Linked DNA regions of Anas platyrhynchos: region 1 is linked to region 2. Evidence: chromatin contacts called from public Hi-C data. All regions are on one chromosome and are shown on one strand. The core of a region is the stretch at or near the end of the contact, and the rest is flanking DNA. Distances in the headings are between cores, read along the strand shown.

Region 1 (3,803 bases), core at 103-2,602, 39 kb before region 2:
ACTTCATTCAGAAGCTCAGCATATCTCCAGTTAAGACTGCATGAGCTGGCTGCAATTCAGCCTGCACTTTAACAATGCCTTCAACCTTTTAACTTTGCCAACAGGCTTTGGAAGAGCACCGCATTCAACTAATAAAATACAAGGGCTAAATTTTCCATTCCCACTCTGAATTGCTGTCAGATCACAACCTGCTGGCAGGACATCGTTACCATGTCTTACCTGCTTTGTGAAATTACTGGGTTGGTGACGCTATCTGTAAGAGGTCAGGAAAGTTTTTGCAGGAGTTTTGTGGAGAGCTGAATACCCAGGAATAGGAGAATGTCTTGTCTTCCTACTAAACATGCCATCAGCCTACTGGGCAAAAACATAGGATCCATCTTGATATTCTTTTTCTAATTCTTCGTGTCTCACAACACCAGCACGTTTTAACTAGTACTTGCTGCTGTTCTGAATGGCTGACTTTTACAGCTGGATGTCTGGAAACCAGAGGATTTGTTTTTAGTGATCAGTTTTAATCATGGATTGAATGAGAATTTGTCCCAGGAGGGGAGACAGTACAGGAAGGTGTCTAACAATTTCCATGGTTGGAAATGAAAGCTTCCAAGCCTTTTCAGAATGCACCTTCCGAAAGAAGATACAAGGAGGAGAGGCCTGTGCTCTGTTCTCTGCAAGGAATCAGTCCTAATTTGGTGGATTAAGAGGATGGCATGCTTGGGGGTTAGCCTGTGTGAGGTCCAGAGATAAGAGGTTCAAGAACATCCTTTCTTTTGTAGGTACACTGAGTATTTCAAGCATGATGTTCTATGTTCTGGCTGTCCTGCACCAGAATAAATCTAAGTTATTTCCACTGCAGACAGAAAGACAGAACATGCTGTGTGTTAGAGCTGAATCCTCACGTTCAGAGTCAATCAGGGACCATCCCAGACAATTGCTCATGACCCACTGTGCCTGTATGCAGATTTTACATCTACCATCTGACCTCACATCCCCTCCATGTATCTGCTGAACACTGCAGATGTCACACTGAGCACCAGGACCTGCAAGTACAGAGTGCTTGTCTAATAATCTTGTTACTCCTGGAAGGCTTTCCAGGAGCAGAATGTGCTGTTCAGGTCTGATACTGCCTTTAGTGAGTCTGCCCCCCCCTCCCTTTAATGACGTGCACTGATACACCATTAGAAAGCTGCCTTGTAGCTACTCCTCAGCTTTCACCTCGGTGTATGTCCCTGCTTTTTTGGTTCAGAGACCAAATGCAGTAACACTTGGCATTTACAAAACGCTGTAACCTGTGCAGAGTGTTGTCCTGATAGAAGGCTGCTGACCCACATGCCATCTGTATGAATTAGGTCATACTGGCTGTGTTTTGTCTTCACCGTACAGATAAGGGACTTATCCTTCTGGAAAGTGGGCTGGAAGTCACCACAAGGATTTTACTCCCAGCAGCGCTTGTGGTGTTTGATTTACTGGCCCTAAGTGGAGATAATAAAAACAAAGGGGGGAAAAGGTCATAAAGTGCAAGGTGTTTATTCTGCCCCAGCGAGAGGGTGCAGCCTGGGCACTGCCCAGAAGGGAGAATGTCTCTGCAGTGCCTCTAAATAGAAGTCTGTGATACTGTAGTGATCCTGGGAGAGCCCAGCAAGAGGCAAGCCTTGTTTTACTGATCTACAAGCAAATGCATAGCAATATGCCGTTCTTGCCCCCCAGCCATGATGGTACATTTACTGGGAGGGAATCAGGAGAAGGATCCAGCTCACAGAGAACTGAGAGGAGCTACGACTTCCTACGTCACATTAAAACTTGTGGCAGAGCCAAACCTTAACCCCCTTCCCCCTCTCGGTGCTCAACCATCCTGTCTCCAAATGTCCCTGTGCCGCTGTGCCTGCAAAGCCATCGTTCTGAAGAGTATTAGTATCTGCCTCTGAAGTGACTTCAGCGCAGTTTCTCTCTTCCTCACCCCCGCACCCTCTCTTATTAATTTGAAAACTCCTATTTATAAACCTGCTCGAGCCTGCTTGCTCAGGGAGGAGGAGCCGAAACGCTCAGCACACAGGCTGGGATACTCAGCAGAGATGCAGGCAGAGCTACTTCTCACTCAAAGGGTAATAACCAGATGGAACAAGTCAGCAGGAAGAGTGCCTGAAATGTCACAGAAATGAGATCAAGCAACAGCTAGAGCTTTGTGTCTGCAGGCAGAAGGGGGAGAATCGCAGGATCTCAGGGAAAAGTAAGAAAGAAGGGCTGAGTGGAAGGAAAATATGTAAGCAGATAAGCACATTGCACTAAATGGCCCAATCGTCTCCCCAGACCTTCACTCTTCTGTTACGCATTTTTGACGCTCTCTCCCAGCCCCTCCGACAGCAATGAACAGGAGGCCTAAAGAGCTGGCTTGCTGCAAAAAGTGTGCCATGCTGCTGACTGTGGAGTGACTTGTCACCTCTGTTGTTAAACAGATCGCTCCCCTCCCTGCATCTCACAGAGATGCACAGCCCTTGTTAAGCTTGGGCCTGCCTGCAATTTCTGTGGCTCCTGGTGGTTTTGTGCTGTCAAGCTAGAGAACAGGCTGATGACAACATGAACCCCTGTGGTGGAAGAAGGAAGTACCTAAATAGCTGTCCTACATCGTATGGCACTATATGCAACCACTTGACTTCCCTTAACTCTCCTCCTGGCCGTATTTTATGGTAATGATCCAGACAGGACCCAACTAGCTCTGCTGTTCTAGAGAACCCCAGGACCATTGTGGGAGACTAGGTAAGTTCATCTGCTGTGAAGAAAGAAAAAAAAACGTCGTTTCCTAAGGTTTATGCAAAGAATAAACACAACTGCAGTTAGCCATAAGGAGTTACATTCATGGGGAGAAACAGAAACACATTGTTCAAAAAAACAGAGGAGAACAAAGAGGTTCAATGAGAATCCAAGACCAAAGCCATTTCTGCCAAGGGACTGGCATCAGCGTGCTGAACACAACCTCACCTCTTCCCCTTCCGGCTTACCAAGTGATTTCATGGAGCTCTTTGGGCTGGCACCTCCCTGAGTGCTCTTCTTCCCTGGGTTGGTGCCAGGGAAGGCAGAGGACTTGCTGTCCCCTGCTTTCTGCTCTGCTCTTCTCCAGCCTGTATTTCCTCCATCAGTCCTGCTAGTACCAGATTAACTCTCTCTGCTGTCTATGTTGTTAGGTGATTTGTCATGCAATACACTATTATATTACGTAGGGAAAACATTTTAATGCCCACAATCCCACAAAGCTAAAATCCTAATAGTTTATTGGCAGTTTATAGATCTATTAAAGGACAGTCATTCCCACAAGATGGTCACAAGGTGTTGGAGACAAGATACAACCCGGGGATGAAACAGAACGAGGTAATGGGACCAAGAGTTAAGGTAACAAAAGTAGCATAACATGCACAGTTGCTCTGTTGTGGTATTTTCATCCTGATGATTTTAATGATGGTATGCTGGACACCCCAGGGTACTGGGAAATTCTTGGGATAATACCAGAAAATTTCTAAGTTACTGAATTACCTATATGCAATTGCTCTCTTTGCTGGAGAAAACCTGATCCAGTTTGTGGTGTCATCTGACATATCTGAGGTATTTAAGAAGCTCTCTGCTAATATGAGAAAAAAAAAGCAAAAAAAAAAAAAAGCATCAGCCTACCTATAGCATGTCTCTGTATAAAACACAAAGTGAGGTGGCTTTAGAAGTGAGCAATGAAGAGGGTGACAGGTCCAGAAAACCCGGCAGAAATGGGACTGCTTGAAAGAAATGGCTTTTCTGGGTTTAAGAGAAAGAAGATTGAGAGG
Region 2 (3,768 bases), core at 229-2,728:
GAGACACAGCCTTGGCTACAGCAGCAATGGCGCTGGGTGCTAGAAGTGAGCGCTTGTTCCTCCTGTGGTGCTCCTCTATTTATTGGCCTGATTGTAATCACAGCCTTCTTAACTTGTAAATGATACGTCCTCCCTACACGGCAGATGATGTTCACTCGGGTATCAGATACTGCTGTCTGTTTGCTCTCGTTATCGCCCACCATCAGCAGGTCTCTTTAAAGACCAGCTCTGACCAGACACCAGGCAGGAGGGAGACGCCGTTTGTCCTCAGCCATCTGATCGGCCATTTTCCACCGCACAAATGCTGTTGAGGGCCAATTCCCCAAACCCAGGCTGGAAGTCCCTGGGGCACACCTGGCTGGCTCCCTCTGACCACACGTAATCTACCACAGAGCCTTCAGCGTACATTGCCCCTGGGTGCAGCGTACATTGCTCCCGTGTGACACTCCTCTTCCTAACCCTGTGAGGCTTTGAGGAGCCCAGCTGCGTGCCTAGGCATGGGGAGGCCGTGCTCATCCTTGCAGGGAGCCATCACCTCGAGGTGCCCATTCCCGGCAGACCAAGGCCCCAAAAATCAGGCCTGAGCAGGTCACTTCAGGGTCTGGCTGTGTGTGGTGGCCATGGGGTGCCTGGGGAAGGGCCCCACGTTGGGGCTGGCCCTGGGGACAGCGGGGCGGCTGGCGTGCAGTTGCCCAGCCTCCTGAGCAACCAGAACGGGCGGAGGGAAGGCTGACAGAGCAAGCCTGCAGCTTAACAGCAGGAAGACACCCGGGGCGCCATGTCGTGACCAGGAGGAAGTTCAGAGGTAAATACATCCCAGTGGGGCACGGCAGCCGGGCTGCACGTGTGACTCAGCTGTGTCGTGACACTGTGGGACTGGGACATGTTGGTGAACTTCCGTCGTGGATGGGGATCGCAAGGCCGCACCAGAGCCCTTTGCCCCTTCCTGGGATCCCCTCACAACGAGCTGTGGGGCCGGGACCCCCACAGGGTGCCGCAGCCACCACCACCCCCCCCCATCATCGGGCCGGCCCCTCCCTGAAGGTCACCTTGCGAGGGCGGCTGCGCCCTCCTCAAAAAAAATAAAATAAATAATAATAAATATATATATATATATATTAATTAAAAAAAACCCCACACCATCCCGGCAGGTGCCGCGCGGCGCCCCCTCCCCTCCCGTCCCGTCCCCTCCCCTGCCCGCCCCCCGCCGCCTGCCAGTGGCTGCGGCGCGGTGCGGGCGGGGCCCGCGCCCTATATGAAGGGCTGCGGCGGGCGCTGAGCGCGGCCGCTCCGTGCCCGCTGGGCTCCGCTGCTTCACCCCCCGCTCCTCCGTGCTCCGACAGCCCCCGGACCCCCTCCAGCGCCCCCTCCCCTCCCCGCAAGCCCCCTCCCCGCAGCCCGTCCCGGTGCCGCGGAGCCCGCCCGAGCCCCTCAGCGCTCACCCCCCTCCCTTCTCCCCATCCCCTCCGCCGCCCCCCGCTCGCTCGCCATGGCCCGCGGGAAGGCCAAGGACGGCGACGGCAACTGGAAGAAGTTCATCTGGAACTCGGAGAAGAAGGAGCTGCTGGGCCGCACCGGGGGCAGCTGGTGTGAGTGTGGGACAGGGGGATGAAGGGGGGGGGGGAGCCGGCGGCGGGGCGACCTTGTGAGGGCGCCTCGTCCTTGGCGCTGCCTCGCCCCGCAGGGAGGGCAGCGGGGCCCTGCCGCGCCCCCCGGGCAGGGGCAGCCCCCCGCAGGTGCTGGGGTGCCCCCCGATGCTGAGCCTGGTCCTGGCGTGAGGGAGCAGCCCCAGGTGCCAGCCCTGGCTCCGCTGGACCGCAGCGGGCTCCTGCCCTGCCCCTGTGTGAGCAGGATGGGGCTGTGGGTGCGCACCCATGGGTGCCCGCTGTGCCCGAGGCTCCGCAGTGCTCACGACGCGGAGGCAGAGCGAGCCCTCCTGGTGCCCACCCGCCTGGGAGCGATGTCAACCTGCAGGCTGGCCGTCCCGTTCCTCCGTCATAAGCCTACCTGGTGTGGGAAGCTGTGTGGCGCAACCCCCTTGCGCTGGGTTGCCGTGTGTTTGTTCTGAAACCGTGACCTTTACGGTGTCTCTGGGGCTAGGAGCATCCCGGCTGGGAGACCGGTTAAATAAGCTACCTCCCAGCGCCGGCCTTTTGATGTTACAAAAACTCAAAGGCGTTACGCTGCGGACAAGAGCATTAGTGTTTGGTTCGTTACAACAGCACCTCCTATGACCGTGCTCTGGAAAAAATTTCCAAATGTCTTTGACGTCACGACCATTTGCTTTACGCTGCCTGGATACCAAAGAGTGCTTTAACTCCTGGAGCACCGCGATCCGCACCGAGCTCTGCTCACCAGCCATGGCTGCCGCCCCGCTCCCCGGCGGATGAGAGGATGGAGCGTCTTTCTGAGCCTGTCCCTCCTGATCCTTTCTGTCGTAAATGGAAAACGAAATCCACCAGAAATGGCTGCTTTAATGAGGAGGCTTCTCCACTGATGGAGCTTTTTTGTGACGGGGCTCAGGAGAGGAGGAATACCTTCACTACTGCTTCCTCCCCTGCCCTTGTATCTGTTCACCTTGAGTCCTCCATGTAAACCTCGTCCGCGTTTGCGATTAGGCTAGGACGCCGGGATCGAGCAGGCTTTTTGAAGTGTTCCTCGCTGCAGTGCTTGTTCCTGCAGCCCAATTAGCCCCTAGTTGCTTGGCATGGGCTGGTTTATCCTTCCCGTAGGCGGCCTGGTGATGCCTAGTACGGCGTGTTACTGTGCAGTTAATCAGTTGAGATAATCCCTGTAAACTGGTAACCGATACCCAGAGTCTGAGCTGCGCTGCCTCTCAGGCTCTTCCCCCCCACTAGGATTATTCTAGGCATCTCCTTTCAGACCCAAACTAAATTTAGTCTTTCATTATTACATAATTCAGTTTTTAATTGGTATGAGCGGTGCTGGCGTGCCTTTGTAGATGCGCAAGGTTGGTAAATGCAGAGTGCTGTGACACGCTGAAGTGCTTGCCTGCATTTGAGATTGAGCCTTGGTGCTGATTTGGGCCTAAAATCTGCCTCTGTTGTCTCTGGTGGAGGCCAGAGTCTGAATTATTAGGGAGGTCACACTTGAGCAATGCTTGTAAACCTGAATCTAACGGCTCCTGTTGGCTCTGTGGAAATAGCTCTGAAGCCCAGAGTGGTGTGGAGTGTGTAGCACTGCCTATAGCACGTTGACTTGCGTTGGGCTGGTGCTTCGCTGAAAGCCTGTCACCTTGTGGTAGCCTTGGTCAGCCAAGGGATCCATTAAAACATGGGAGAACACATTGTAATCCTCACCCTTTATGATCCCAAATTAATTGGGGCTTGATCCGATTCATCTTTCCGTTTGTTTTCTCTTGCAGTTAAGATCCTCCTCTTCTATGTCATCTTCTACGGTTGCCTGGCAGGTATTTTCATTGGGACCATCCAAGTGATGTTGCTCACCGTCAGTGAATTTGAACCCAAATACCAGGATCGAGTGGCACCTCCAGGTAACTAACGAGGAGGCCCGTGCTGGCCCGGGTGCAAGCTGTTCTGGGGAGGCGGTTTGGTTACTCACCTCCAGGAGGAGGATGAAATAAGCATCTCGTTGCTGCAACACATATTTGTAGGGGGTGGGTATGTTCTAAGCCTTCTGTGTTAACAGCACGGGAAATAGAAGGCAATCAGACAGAATTAAAGGTTGCATCACATGGAGTGTGCCTCCTGTCTGAGAGGAACTTGAACCTGGATTGTTGCTCTCCCC

Evidence for each region. Hi-C and Micro-C count contacts between places; a contact is called where the count stands out from the background.
Region 1: a contact with region 2 is called in a Hi-C map of small yellow follicle, with 1.7 times the contacts expected there. The contact joins the enhancer-like site here to the promoter of ATP1B1 in region 2. A contact is called at or near these places in 2 of 8 Hi-C or Micro-C datasets (F5 follicle and small yellow follicle).

The regions. Positions count from the first base shown.
Region 1 is chr1:88,324,285-88,328,087 of IASCAAS_PekinDuck_T2T, reverse strand. No RefSeq gene overlaps it. Among named protein-coding and RNA genes, the nearest start is that of ATP1B1, 38 kb to the right of the region's middle. Within about 2 kb of position 1,352, at least 4 of the 8 cell types and tissues checked have an H3K27ac peak or open chromatin away from gene starts, as enhancers often do. A contact at or near this core is called in F5 follicle and small yellow follicle, where this site is marked.
Region 2 is chr1:88,285,842-88,289,609 of IASCAAS_PekinDuck_T2T, reverse strand. ATP1B1 (ATPase Na+/K+ transporting subunit beta 1) reads left to right here and starts at 1,478. Exons shown (of 6, transcript NM_001310386.1): 1 at 1,478-1,589; 2 at 3,386-3,514. The coding sequence starts at 1,490. It overlaps LOC110354432 (a long non-coding RNA gene), which reads right to left and starts at 2,250. Exons shown (of 2, transcript XR_002406375.4): 1 at 2,008-2,250.